2 separate regions of the Mus musculus genome follow, and region 1 is linked to region 2. A link is a contact called in public Hi-C data. All regions are on one chromosome and are shown on one strand. The core of a region is the stretch at or near the end of the contact, and the rest is flanking DNA. Distances in the headings are between cores, read along the strand shown.

Region 1 (6,161 bases), core at 3,009-5,508, 180 kb after region 2:
ACTCCTGTCCTCACATCCAGATGTCAGGCTCTCAAGAAGACAGGCCAGGGTGTGTACAGTCTGGAGCAGTGGCATCGCTGTGAAAGAACAGCTCACTTGGAAGAACTTAGGCAAGCCTTAGCCAGTAGAACACACAGAGGTGCAACGCCGAAGGTTGGAGAGTGACGTGGGGATTCTCAGGGGCTTCCCAGGCTCCGTGAGTATTCCCTCCAGGAACTCCCGCTTCAGTTCTTTGTCAGTGTTAGGACTTTGGTTTTGGTTTTGTTGCTTGTTTTTTAGTTTGTTCTTTTTTCTTTAAGATTATTATTTTACCTGTTTGGTGTTTTGCCTGCATGTACGTATATCCACCATAAACATGCTTGGTGCCTAAGGAGGTCAGATCAGAGATACAAATTGGTTGTGACCCAACATGTGGGTACTGGAAATTGAACCCAGGTCCTCTGCAAGAACAAGTGCTCTTAACTTCTGAACCATCTCTCCAGCTTTGCTTGTTTAGGTTTTAAGACAGGACCTCACTAAATAGCTGAAGATGTCTTTAAACTTGCAGTTCTTCTGCCTCTCCCTCCATAATGGTGGGATTGTAAGAATAAGCCAGTTCTCAATTACAGTTTAGATTTTAAATGTCCCCAAAATGTTCTTCCACTGGGGAGTGGTCTCCAGTGAGCTATTTTCAAACATACTTTAGTGCCTTCGATAGGTGTATGCCAGGAGGGCTCTGACCTCATGAATGAAACACTCCATTGAGGGATTGATAATGTAATGGAATCCTGAAAGGTGGTAAACCTTTTGTGGAGTAAGTAGTTTAAGTTCATTGGGGTCATGACCTTGGAGGATGGTTTTTTCCTTGTCCTCTTCCTTTCTCTTTTTCTGCCCTAGTCCCCAGCAGCTTTGCTCTACCACTCGTTGCTGAGATGGTCTGTTTCCCAATACCCAAAACAATAGGGCCAGACAACTGTGGGTTGAGATCTCTAAAACCAGGAGCCAGTCTCTGTGAGTACTTTGTCATGGCAGTAAAACTGACACAGTGATTATCTGAGAATATCTTCCAAGGACTTCTAGGGGAGGGAGCAGGAGGAGGGATCACTTTGCATCATTCCCAAAGAATTATCAGTAGCAAAAGCCTACTCTCCAAGGGATGAGACCCTGCCAGACCTTGTCTAACCTGAGGTAAGGGCCTGCTAGCCTTCTTGCCTCACATAGAGAAGGATCTGAAAAGCATTGGCTCTGATCACAGCACAGAATCTCAGACTCCTGAGACTATATTAACTATACAGTTGTAGAATGCTTCCCCCGCCCCCATATTTTACACTATGTTAATAGCCTTTGACTATAATAAAGGTGTGTGCACTGCAAGTTACAGGACCTATTAAAGAGGTCTTTGGGGAACAAACAATGGCATGGATGAAATCAAAGCCTCTAATAAATATTAAATGTAGCTCAGTTCCTGGCCACCTTAACATAAAGCCGCATGCCAAGAATCCATTCACTTCAGTTCCCAGTACTGGTACATCATGTCCAACTTTAGTCAGAAAAGTTACAAGGCTTTGTAAAGGCAAGAGAAAAACGCTAAGACCGAACAACAAATTGTGAACCATAACCAAATTCAGATGTGCCTGTTGCCAACTTTAAGCTTATCAGATAGAACGTTTAAAATAACTATGACAATTAATAAATTGAGACTCTAATGAATAAACTATAACATGCCACAAAAGAATAGTGATCCAAGTGACAGTTGGATAATTTGTTAAAGAAAGAATAAAAAGGAAATACTAGAAAACACTGAAAAAATGGCTTTCATGGGCTTGCTATTAGGCCCAGTATAGCTAAGGAAAGGATCTGTGAAATTGAAAATAGATCAGTAGAAACTTCCCAAACGGAAATGCAGATAGGAAAAAAGAAAAAAAAAAATATGTGCTCTTGAAGATGAGGATAGCTGGGCGTGGTGGCACACACCTTTAATCCCAGCACTCGGGAGGCAGAGACAGGCAGATTTCTGAGTTCGAGGCCAGCCTGGTCTACGAAGTGAGTTCCAGGACAGCCAGGGCTATACAGAAACCCTGTCTCGAAAAACCAAGAAGAAGAGGAAGAGGAGGAGGAGGAGGAGGAGGAAGATATCTAAGAACTATGGGCAGTTTCAAAGATCCAACATCTGCATAATTATAATACCAGAAGATGGAGGGGGTGGAGAGAATGGAGGGAGAGGAGAGGACGGACAGAATGGAGAGGATGGACAGGGTGGAGCCAAAGTAATGGAAGCACTTAACTCCCATAATACAACTCAGATGCAGGAAGCCTGAAGAACAGTGAGCAGGATAAATACTCAGAATCTTCGCCTGTTTGCCACATATCGAAATTACAGGAAACCAATAGAACCCTTGAAAAACAATAAAGAAATTTCCAAGAACCCTCTTGTCACACACAAAGAGGAGAATAAAGTAAAATGTTTAATTACGAAAGAAAAATATCATCAACCCAGAATTTCGAGTCTAATAAAATTATACTTGGAAAGGAAAGGAAAGGAAAGGAAAGGAAAGGAAAGGAAAGGAAAGGAAAGGAAAGGAAAGGAAGGGAAGTAGTGACTTTCTAAACAAAAATGGAGGAGACTGTTTGCTTTAGTTCTACCTTACAAGAAAAGGGAAGTGGAGGAAGAAACTCAAATCTGTAACAAGAAAGGAGAAGCATAGGTTAGAGGGATGGCTGATCGGTTCAGACCTGCTGCTCTTTAGACACCAGAGCATGCGTGTGTTTGTGTGTGTGTGTGTGTGTGTGTGTGTCTGTGTGTCTGTGTGTCTGTGTGTCTCTATGTCTGTGTGTGTGTCTGTGACTGTGTCTGTGCATGTGCACATGCGCACTCACACACACACACAAATATAAAAAAAGAAAAGCAAGGAAGAAATTAGTAAGTTTTTAAAGTTCCTTATTCTAAATAACTGCTCGGGCTGAAGAGTTGGCTCAGTGGTTAAGAGCACTGACTGATCTTCCAGAGGTCCTGAGTTCAATTCTCAGCAACCACATGGTGGCTATAAATAACTGCTCCATTAGTAAGTGATGGCAATGTATGGGTAAGTTGATGAGGATGAAGAAAAACAATTAATATCATTGTTATGTAACTAAAGGTAAAGTGATACATTGTTACTTACATTCAGCTTAGATTATGTACTGCAAATTCTAAGGCAACCACTAAAAAAATTAATAATAATAATAATAAATTTTTTAATTAAAGAAATATAATGACCATGACATGATAAAAAGAAAATGGGATAGTTAAATACTCAATTAAGACCCAAAAAAGTAGAAGAGAGAAAGAAAAAAAAACATCAAAATATAACACACTTAGCAGAGATGAAAGGACTCAGTAGTTAAGAGGAATTTTCTTGCAGAGGACCCAAGTTGGGCAGCTCACAGTCACCTGTAACTCCAGCTCCAGGGAATCCAGGACAGTTTTCTGGTCTCCCCAGGCACCTGCCCTCACATGCACATACCTACACATAGACATTCATATATATACATAATTAAAAATTAAATCAAAAATTTAAAGATTTAAAATTGTATATGATCATTTATCTAATTGTATTAGTAATCAGTTTGAATATGAATACTTTAAAGGGTAGTCTCTCAGAGTAGATAAAAATAAGATCCAACTATCTGCTGTGTACAAGAAACTCTTTAAATATAAGAGACTAGTGGCTCCTTAGTGAAAACTAATTATCCATTCCCTTTGCTCAAACTTCTGAGTCATGAGCAGCCATCATATCTTATTCATCCTCATCATGGAGAAAAAGACATATGTATAGCATAGAGAGAATTCTTAGTTATGGCAATAACAGCACAGTAACTATCCAAAGCTGTACGAAAATCAGAAGCAAATAAACACTCTCTGAGTAGCAACTTTGAAACTGAAAACAGATGGGAAGGATCAAGCAAAATCAGGGTTCTCAAACTCTGACATGCACTGAAGTTGTTTATGAATGTAAATGGCCACTTCTCAGAGTCACTGGTTCAGTAGATGTGGGACACTATCAGAATCTGTATTTTAACAACTTCCCAGAAGCCTTCATGCTGCTGGTGCTAGGACCGCATCTTCTATACCTTGGCTGTGGATTTTTCCCTACTAAGTAAGTCCACATTTCCAGGAAATGTATTTAGTTTGTGTTTTAAACTGAAGCTTGCTTACTTGAGTGCTTATTGTTGGGACTGCTTCTGGACTTACTAATGAGTTAATGACTTAGCAATTACACTGAGCTCTTTGCTACCTAATGAGAACAGTGCCATCTAGAGGCATTAGCCCAGAGGGCCAGCAGATAAGTAGCTGGGTAGAAGGGCAGTTTATCACCACTATGGACTTACTGATCCTCATCTAGGCGATGGTATGCAGTGCTGCAGGAGAATTAAATAGAACTAGAGATGCCCATCTCCACCTTCGGAGGTGACTCTTTCCATCTGTACCCTGAGGATCCCAAAAATTCTATGACGCCAAGTGTAGCCATGGCCTTACCATGCTCCGAGACCTAGCAGAGATAATGTAAAGGTCACACTTACAAGTGTGTGGCCTAGCAGATGGGTGAGCACAGCAGGACAGTTGCGTCATTTCCCATCCCAGATGATGGTCCTGAGTACAGGTGCCCTGACATGCAAGATATAGCCTGAAAACTACATGTTGGCTGAAAGAGAGCTATGGCAGCACATCAAAGGTTGGCAGACATTTGGCTTCATACTAGCACGTGTTAAGATTATGAACAGTTGGAAATAATCTTCTGGTTGCAGCACATCGACAGAATCATAAAGTGGATATAATGACAGAGGAGATGTTCTCTGATACCACAAAGGGATGATTCAGGAAAAACTGAGACAAAATGTTAACAAGTTGGGACTTTAAAATGTTTTTTGGCTTTGACTCACTAGAACAGCTTACTCAGTGGCAAATTTATTATCAACTACTTCAAGTCTTTTGTTCAAAACATATAAAACACAAGCTCAGAATTACACTGGTTTAGCTTTAGCAGATGGCAACATTACCTTAAAATTTTATATAGTCTTTCATAAATGATGAATTTGTCTCATGCAGTTGTAAAGAAACAAAACCACACCCAATAGTCCTAACAGACAGAAAGGGAGCCTGCTTTGTAAAGTTCTCTCCTCCCAGGGAAGTGCGTAGCCGAAGAACTTTGAGGAAAGATGCGCCCAAAGGTGGGGACAGTCAGGTCGGTGCTCATGACCACTAGAAATTCAAGCAAGTTTCCAAGTGCAGAGCTGGAGAAGAATCTAGAAACCAAGCACATTGTTACCGCCCCGAGGCTGATAAGAGGGCTGAAGAGCCTCACTCAGGTTTCAGATGTTTGGGTGAGAGATGCTCAATGAATACACACAATGGAAATATCCTCCAATCAGAGACAAACAGAGACCTGAAGTCTAGACAATTCTGGTGACAGCATCTTTCTAAGTGCACTGGGGGCTGTTGGCATGGCAAGCACCCATCCTGGACCCCACAGCCAAGCATGCTGCTCCTTTCTGTGTTGTCCACATGCATGTCCTGGTGGAATGTCCCATGTCCTGCTTGGTTTGTGACAACTTCCTTTTCTAACCACTTTGTCCCATTTCTCCCTGGAGGCAGTAATAGCCTTCAAACTCCTCACCATTTCTCAGTATGACACTTAGTGCTTCTTGTTTTTGTTTACTGGTTCTAGCATTTGTTCTTCCTGCATTTCTACCTGTTCCTATATTTATCCTCTTGAAATCCTTAGTTGTTCATTTGTGCCTGTCAAGAGGAAAACATAACTTGATGACTTTTAATTAAACACTCTGTTTGGAGAATAATAATTAAAATTATTTTAAAGATATCCTTGAAGTTCATAGATTTTTTTTTATTTGTTTTTTTAAGTTAGGTAGCATTTGTAAATAACTGTAAATGCCCATCTCTCATCTGAGAGCTGGCAGAGTCTCACCAACATTTCCATCCAAGGAGCTTGCAGAACACTGAGCTGGGAGCTCCCAAACTGTGAGCATGCCCTTTCACCTCAGCAAACTGAGAGATAATAGTGAAAGGAAAGTCATTTGGATCTCTGAGTGAAGGAAGCATAAACACTTGAGGGCCAGAGTTCTCACCCAGCTGCTTCTCTGATCTTTAGCATGAACCCACAAAGTCCTTTGGGCTTTCTATGTCC
Region 2 (6,734 bases), core at 1,738-4,237:
GTTTTACTGAGCTTTGTAAACCAGTAAAAAAAAAAATTACAGCAACAGAAAGTGTAACTGTTATTAATGAGAAATAAGGTACTTTAATTTATAGTTTAGGAAGATTAGTTTGGCTACTGGCTTCTGTGTTGGGGAGGACATCTTTACCTCAATATTTTTCACATTTTAGAGCCAAGGAATTTGTTGGGAAGAGAAGCATATTATGGGCAGAAGAGTCTTCAATGTCAGTCATAGTTTTATCCACTAGACACCCGTTGACTCTCTCCTTCATGCTTATAGGGGTTACAACCAAAAACATTTCCAGATATGGTCAAATGTCCCCTGAAGGAGGACAGAACCACCGGATAAGAATGTCAGCTCTCTAGGGACAAACGGAGAGACAGGAACCCCAGTTCAGAGACTGCCACTATGGTCCAAGTGAAAGAGTAGCTTAAAATAAAGCAAGCATGAATATTATGAAAAATGTCTAAGTTACATGACACACTTTGAAGCTAGAACCAATGTGATCTGCTGATGAACTGAATGTGAAGCATGAGAGAAAGGGGGACTCAAAGATGCTACATGTTTCATTTGAACAATTTAGTTGATGCTAACCACATTCCTCAAGATTGAAAAGCAAACTATGGATAGAAGTAGTGGTAAAAAGAGACAAAAAAAAAAAATATTGGCTTGGTACTATGGTTAGGTTTCCACATTGAGAGGGCAATAAGGTATTTAGATAGAGTTCTAAATAGATGTCCTGTCAGGATACAAGTGTAACTTTGGAGAAAACATTTAAAGAAATTCAGATCACATCATTTCTTCTACAATATAGTCTATGATAGCTACTGCCCAACTCAGAGGGAAATGGAAGAAGGAAAAACTCCAGGAATCCAACTCCTCCTGTTCTAAGGGGTTATAGACAGCAGAGATGATATGGAAGAAATTCAGGGGTGACACCTGAAGATTCCCTAATGTTGAGCAACTCGAAGGAAAATGCCAGGAAGAAAGGCGTTTTATTTTGTTACCCACTGAGATACTGAGGGAAGATTCTTGTGGTCTTTGGCAGTCAAGGTTAACAAGGTCATTAAAAAAAAGTAGGTGGCCTATGTTTTGTAGGGTTCAGCTTGTGAGAGTTAATGTTCAATATTAGCTTTACTTTTATCTGCCACCCTCCCAGGCCATCTAACTGTCCTTGTGCTACTGGGGAGAAAGCCATGAAGGGCTTGAATGTGACCTGACTCTATAGACTCATATGCTTGAGAACGTGGTGCCCAGGTAGTGGTACTGTTTGGGAAGGCTGTGGAACCTTTAAGGGGTGGAGCCTCACAGGGAAAAGTGAGTTGCTGGTGATCGGCCTTGTGGCCTTATACCTGGGCCTCACTTTCTGCTCACTCTGCTTCCTTGGTATGGATGCCATATGAACATTGTACTCCCTGTGTTAGCTGACATACATGCCTGCCTTCTGTGCCTGTTGCCACTTCTTCCTCACTATTATGGACTATAACCCTCTTGAACTGCAATTCAGGATAATCTCTCTCTCTCTCTCTCTCTCTCTCTCTCTCTCTCTCTCTCTCTCTCTCATTATTTTAGTCAGGACATTTTATTACAGCAACTGGAAAAGAAACTAAGACAGCCTCCCTGACTGACTCAGGATCGACCACATCCCCAGATATTGATGACCTAATAGGTCCACCCAAACATCTGTTCCAAGGTCACTGAGTCACTTGCTATGATGGCTTCCTTGGGTGGCCTGTGGGAATGTCTAGATCCCAGATGTGCTACATCATTTTTCCCCCCAGAGGAAAGCTGAAAATAGCTTAGAAAATTTGCACACGTTTCCAGACTTCCCCCATTCCCAGCATGTTCCACTTACATTTCATCCACTTCCAGCACCTTCCAGTGAGTCTCCACCTCTTAAAGGTTCCACAGCCTTCCCAAACAGCACCACTACCTGGGTACCAGATTCTCAAGCATACAAGTCTGTAGGATGAGTTCACATTCAAGCCCTTCATGGCTTTCTCCCCAGCAGCACAAAGACGGTTAGGCAAAGTGGGGAGGGGGAGGGGTGGCAGATGAAAACAGAGCTAATATTGAACATTAACCCCCACAAGCTGAACTCTAGAAAACATGAGCCACCTATTGTTCTCTTATTTAAGTCCTTGTTGCCCTTGATAGTTGAACTTGACTGTCACCTTGATGGGATTTAGAATCACAGTGGAAGCAAATCCCTGGACATACATGTGAGGATTTCTCTGTTAGGTTACCTGGGACAGAAGATGCTCCCTAAATATGAATAATACCATCCCCATGAGCTGGGTTCATGGGCTAAATACAGAGGAGATAGCAACATATGCTCAAGTATTCATTCACCATTCTCTATTCCTTGATTGTGGACCCAAGACCACCATGATGCCTCACACTCCCTGTTGTGATGTAATTCCCTAGAACTATGAACCAGCATAAACCCTTCCTTCCTTAAGTTGATTTTGTCAGATATTTCACCACATTGAGACCTGCAACTGATTTGTTTTTCATTTTATTGGGATGAATTCTCTACATACAAAACATTCTCTACATAAAAAAACTGAATAAAATGTGCAGCTGTCTACATCAATAAACTTCTGTAGAATGCTCTTTTCCTTGCTCTGATACTAGCTTGTTCTAGAGCCCTGGCTGTGTTCTTTGAGCTAAATAAGCCTTCCTCCTTCCTGGGTAATGAAAAGATTGATACTCATGACCGTGGCTTTGGGTGTAGGTCATGTAAGAGTAGACATCCCACCTGTCCTGCCTAAATTGAATGAACAGGAGATAGGACCATAAGAATCACTTAGCACATCCTTCCGGCTGAATTACTTGACCTACAGGAGAGTTGGACATTGCCTCCTTCCTGAAAGCCATCTGTTATCCTGCAGAGGCAGCCCTGGGGGCAGGGAGTAAGATAGGATAGGCCAAGAAGACTTGGGAGCATTTTCCATGGCGGTCAAGAAAACACATCAAAAGAACAGCCCTGTCTCCCTTCCTCTGCTCCCTCTGCAATTCCTTGAAGCCAAGGGGAATGACATCACAACAAAACAGAGGAGTTGCCAAGACATACTCTACAAAATGTCCTCACATGGTTACATTTTCTGCAAATTACAGCGTTTGGAGTATAAATCAGAGTAATTGTTTAAATCAGAGTGACTGTTGAAACAGATTTCCAGTGATCAAATCAAAAAGGCAATCATCCTGCGGTTCGTCCGGTGCTCAGAGCCCCACATACTTCTGAAAGTGTCGGTTGTCAGTTACATGGACTGTTTACATTACCATGCTGCCCGAACAGAGAAAATATATATTTTAAGAAGAAAATGTGAATCCAGGGTTACAAGAATGTTTCTCAAACAGCTAAGTCATCTTGTTTCAAGTAAAACCAGATGTTTGCATCAAGAGAAAGCCAATCATTTCTTTTAATTATGCTCAATGGTCAGGCCACCAGGAATACCCACATGTGTACACATGAGCCAGTAGAAATCAAAGGCTTTGTGACAAAGAAAGCAATCAGCAACTCCCAGACCACCAAATGGCATCCCCAGCTCCAGCCCCAGGTACAGTGTGTGTACCTGCTCCAGGAGAGCAGTCAGTAAGGTAAATCTTCCTTGACCGATATGCCAGTGTCTCACACCCCACCTTGATGCATGTCCCCCAAAAGTCTGGAACAAGTCCAGCATCAGAATATATCCTCTACTTCAGGATAGTTATAAGGAATATCCTTGGAAAAGATCTTAGGCAACCTAGCTGTCCTCTAATGTGCCCTCTCTGGCTATTGTTCTGTCCCTAAAGCCTTGGGAATATGACCAAAGGAGGCACCCAGTCCCTTGTCCTTGTTCAAGAGATATAAAATGGGGGGGTTTCATCTGGTCACACCTCCAGGTGGGAGAGGGAAACCTCACCTATTGTCCTGCCCTCTGTTATGATGTCCTGTTAGGTATGATGGGGCTAGGGAGAAGTTATATCATAGTAAGGGTGGAAGAAGGGTTCTATAATCCTCTGCTTCCCTGGGAGGATCCTGGGCTCAATTTTAGAAGAAAATTCATCCACCTGAAAGGAGGCACTGAGAATCGTCATTTCCTCCTGAGAGTGAACTTCACTGGCGGAGTCCCAGAGACATAGCTTTACAAGGTCCCCTGCAACCAAGGAGTGGCCACAATCCCAAGACTTCAGTATACACACCCACAGTACCTGAGCCTTGTTCCAAGTTGCTGGTAGTTTCTGAGTATTTGTTTTTGTTCCAAATGAGCTCTAAAATTGCCCCTAAAAGTGCTTAATGGCACAAACACAATACTCAGAGCTGGATGCAATTCAGTGGTAAGAGTACTTACCTGATCTCAATGCCCAGTATTGGATGGAAAAAGTAATATTTCCTCTGAGTTTCATTGTTTGGGGATTTAGCCCATAATTTTAACTACATATTAGCTTCCTTTTTCTTTGACATATCTTCCTTTCTTTGTCTTTTGTTTTGCAGTGTTCCTACTTCCAGTTCTTCCTAAGCAGAACTAGTCACAGAATTCGTTATGGGATCACAGGTCAGTTGTATGAGCTGTTTAGGTTTTGATTGGGTTTAAATGAAGCTATAAGCCATTAAAAACAAGTATTTAGCCCTGGGTTGTTTTTTTAAGATCAACCTGCTTTGGGAAGGGTTGCTGTAAATGATTCTGTAGGAGTCCAGTGCTCCTTTCAAGCCTGTAATCATATCATTTAGTCATGTGAACCTTTAAAGTGCATCGCAATTGATGCTGTGCATGGCTAGTGCACTCTAGCCCGTGTCTCTGGGAGCACTGATGTCACTAAGAAAACTTTCTGGGGTTGGGAGACATTAAGGCCACATTTTGTTCTCTCTCATTAGAAACAATGGCCATTTCCACCCAAGAGAATAAGAGAGGCATTTTCTCCTCGATTGGTTATGAGAGGGTGTGGACAAGAACTCAATATGCACTTAGCGTTTTCTCCTCCTCTTCATTAGTGATTCTAAAGCTCCAGGACTATTTCTATCTGCTGTCCAAAATGGTTCCAGCATGAGAAGTTTTAAAAGAAAGTGAATCTCATCATTGTGAAGCTAAGAACCCTGCTTTGTACTCAGCCCTGGAGTCAGATGTGTATCTATGGAACAGATATTTGCTTTTAATGTCTTGGCTGCAGTTAACTAGTTATGCCCCCCCCTGCCCCCAGTCAAACTTTCATGGAGATTCTTGAAGTCATAAGTAGGATGAGATTTGTCTAAAGTTTAAAAACTCATTGCTTCACACCCATAAACTGGCTTAGTAGTCTCTTATTGTCTTGAAGCACGGTTGGATGCTACTTGTGCCTAATGTATATGCAGATTTTTCAGAGCAATTGTTGAAATACCCTGAGTTGACTCTGGATTGACGGCTCCTGCCATGCAACAACGGAGTCCACCCAATCGGCATTACATGCCGTGTACTGTAACTACAGCTCAAGTACCACATCTGATACTCGGCCTATTCATTCATTGATTAAATTCTAGCATACAATTATTAAACACCTACTGAATGCAAACATCCAAGTTGTCAGTTTCCAGGCATTTGAAGATGCATGGGTCATGAAGAGAAAGCCCCTGAGTTGTCTGCAGACAATTGACCTGTATAGAACCAGAGGCAGTGCTGAGAATCATCCAGTCTCTTTTTTATTTTCTAGACATTTGCCTTGAAGTGATGCTGCATGAAGAAAAGCTGCGGTGAAACAGTTTCTCTTACACAAGGTCGGAGACCAAATGGAGTTTAAGTGGGTCTTTAACTGGAAGTACGAATAAGTGCAGCACCATCAGAAAAGTTATGCAAAGGAAACTTGAAGAGACAATCCGCTCAATTTTCTAACATCAGGTCCCACTCTGTTAGCTTAAAAAAAAAAATCATTGTTTAGACGTATAAGATGGCTTCCAAGAATGTGACACACAGCTAAGTGCTCTGAAGCAGGTAGGCCCCATCAAACCTTTAACTATAAAATAGATCTCCACTCTATTCACTGCCCCATTCCATGGGCCCATATCTTGAGAAGGGTTAGCATCTGTGTGTGTGTGTGTGTGTGTGTGTGTGTGTGTGTGTGTGTGTGTGTACACACTAGGCCGTGCTCACCATCAAACTCTTGGGATCTACTTGTATTGCCCCCAATGATAAGGTTATGACATAACACCGGATTTCATGGGAGTACATAGGATTTCATGGGAGTATATAGGATTTCATGGGAGTACATAGGATTTCATGGGAGTACATAGGATTTCATGGGAGTACATAGGATTTCATGGGAGTACATAGGATTTGAACTCAGATCCTCTTGCTTCCATAGCAAATTTTCTCATCTACAGAGCCACACATCTCTCACACCCCACAGAATGAGTATTTGAATGGGGAGGGATGTGGCATAAATCTCACAATACATGTGTGTGGATCCACAAAATTACCTGGAAATCAACCTCGCCTTGACCTTTCTGACAAAAAAACAAGAAAATCTGGAAAGTGTCAGCCATCAATAAATCCAAGCTAGAAGTCAAGGCGGCAGTGAGTTCCAGAGATTGCCACCAGAGGGCAGCAGGGCACACAGACACCTTGCTTTCACCGCTCAGAGAAAAAGCCTTAGGTGGAAGTGAAGTTAGCATTGTGCTTAAGGTTCTTAAATGGATGGATCTGGAGGATATCATCTTGAGTGGGGTAACCCAATCACAAAAGAACACACATGATATGTACTCACTGGTAAGTAGATAT

What was found. A called contact is a pair of places that touch in the nucleus more often than the background predicts.
Region 1: a Hi-C map of uterus shows a contact between it and region 2, with 6 times the contacts expected there. The contact joins two enhancer-like sites. A contact is called at or near these places in 12 of 15 datasets of contacts at CTCF or cohesin (CD8 T cells, the G1E-ER4 cell line, the NIH/3T3 cell line and 6 more), 131 of 484 Hi-C or Micro-C datasets (3T3-L1-derived adipocytes, the AML12 cell line, the BV-2 cell line and 66 more), 10 of 115 datasets of contacts at active chromatin or transcription factors (astrocytes, bone marrow-derived dendritic cells, embryonic stem cells and 6 more) and 1 of 9 other capture datasets (embryonic stem cells).

The regions. Positions count from the first base shown.
Region 1 is chr12:8,228,618-8,234,778 of GRCm38.p6, forward strand. All of the region lies in intron 3 of Ldah (lipid droplet associated hydrolase), which reads left to right. Among named protein-coding and RNA genes, the nearest start is that of Gm33037, 24 kb to the left of the region's middle. Within about 2 kb of position 4,259, at least 14 of the 459 cell types and tissues checked have an H3K27ac peak or open chromatin away from gene starts, as enhancers often do. A contact at or near this core is called in uterus, where this site is marked.
Region 2 is chr12:8,053,219-8,059,952 of GRCm38.p6, forward strand. The region is part of intron 2 of Gm33037 (a long non-coding RNA gene); the gene reads right to left. Among named protein-coding and RNA genes, the nearest start is that of Apob, 79 kb to the left of the region's middle. Within about 2 kb of position 2,988, at least 7 of the 459 cell types and tissues checked have an H3K27ac peak or open chromatin away from gene starts, as enhancers often do. A contact at or near this core is called in uterus, where this site is marked.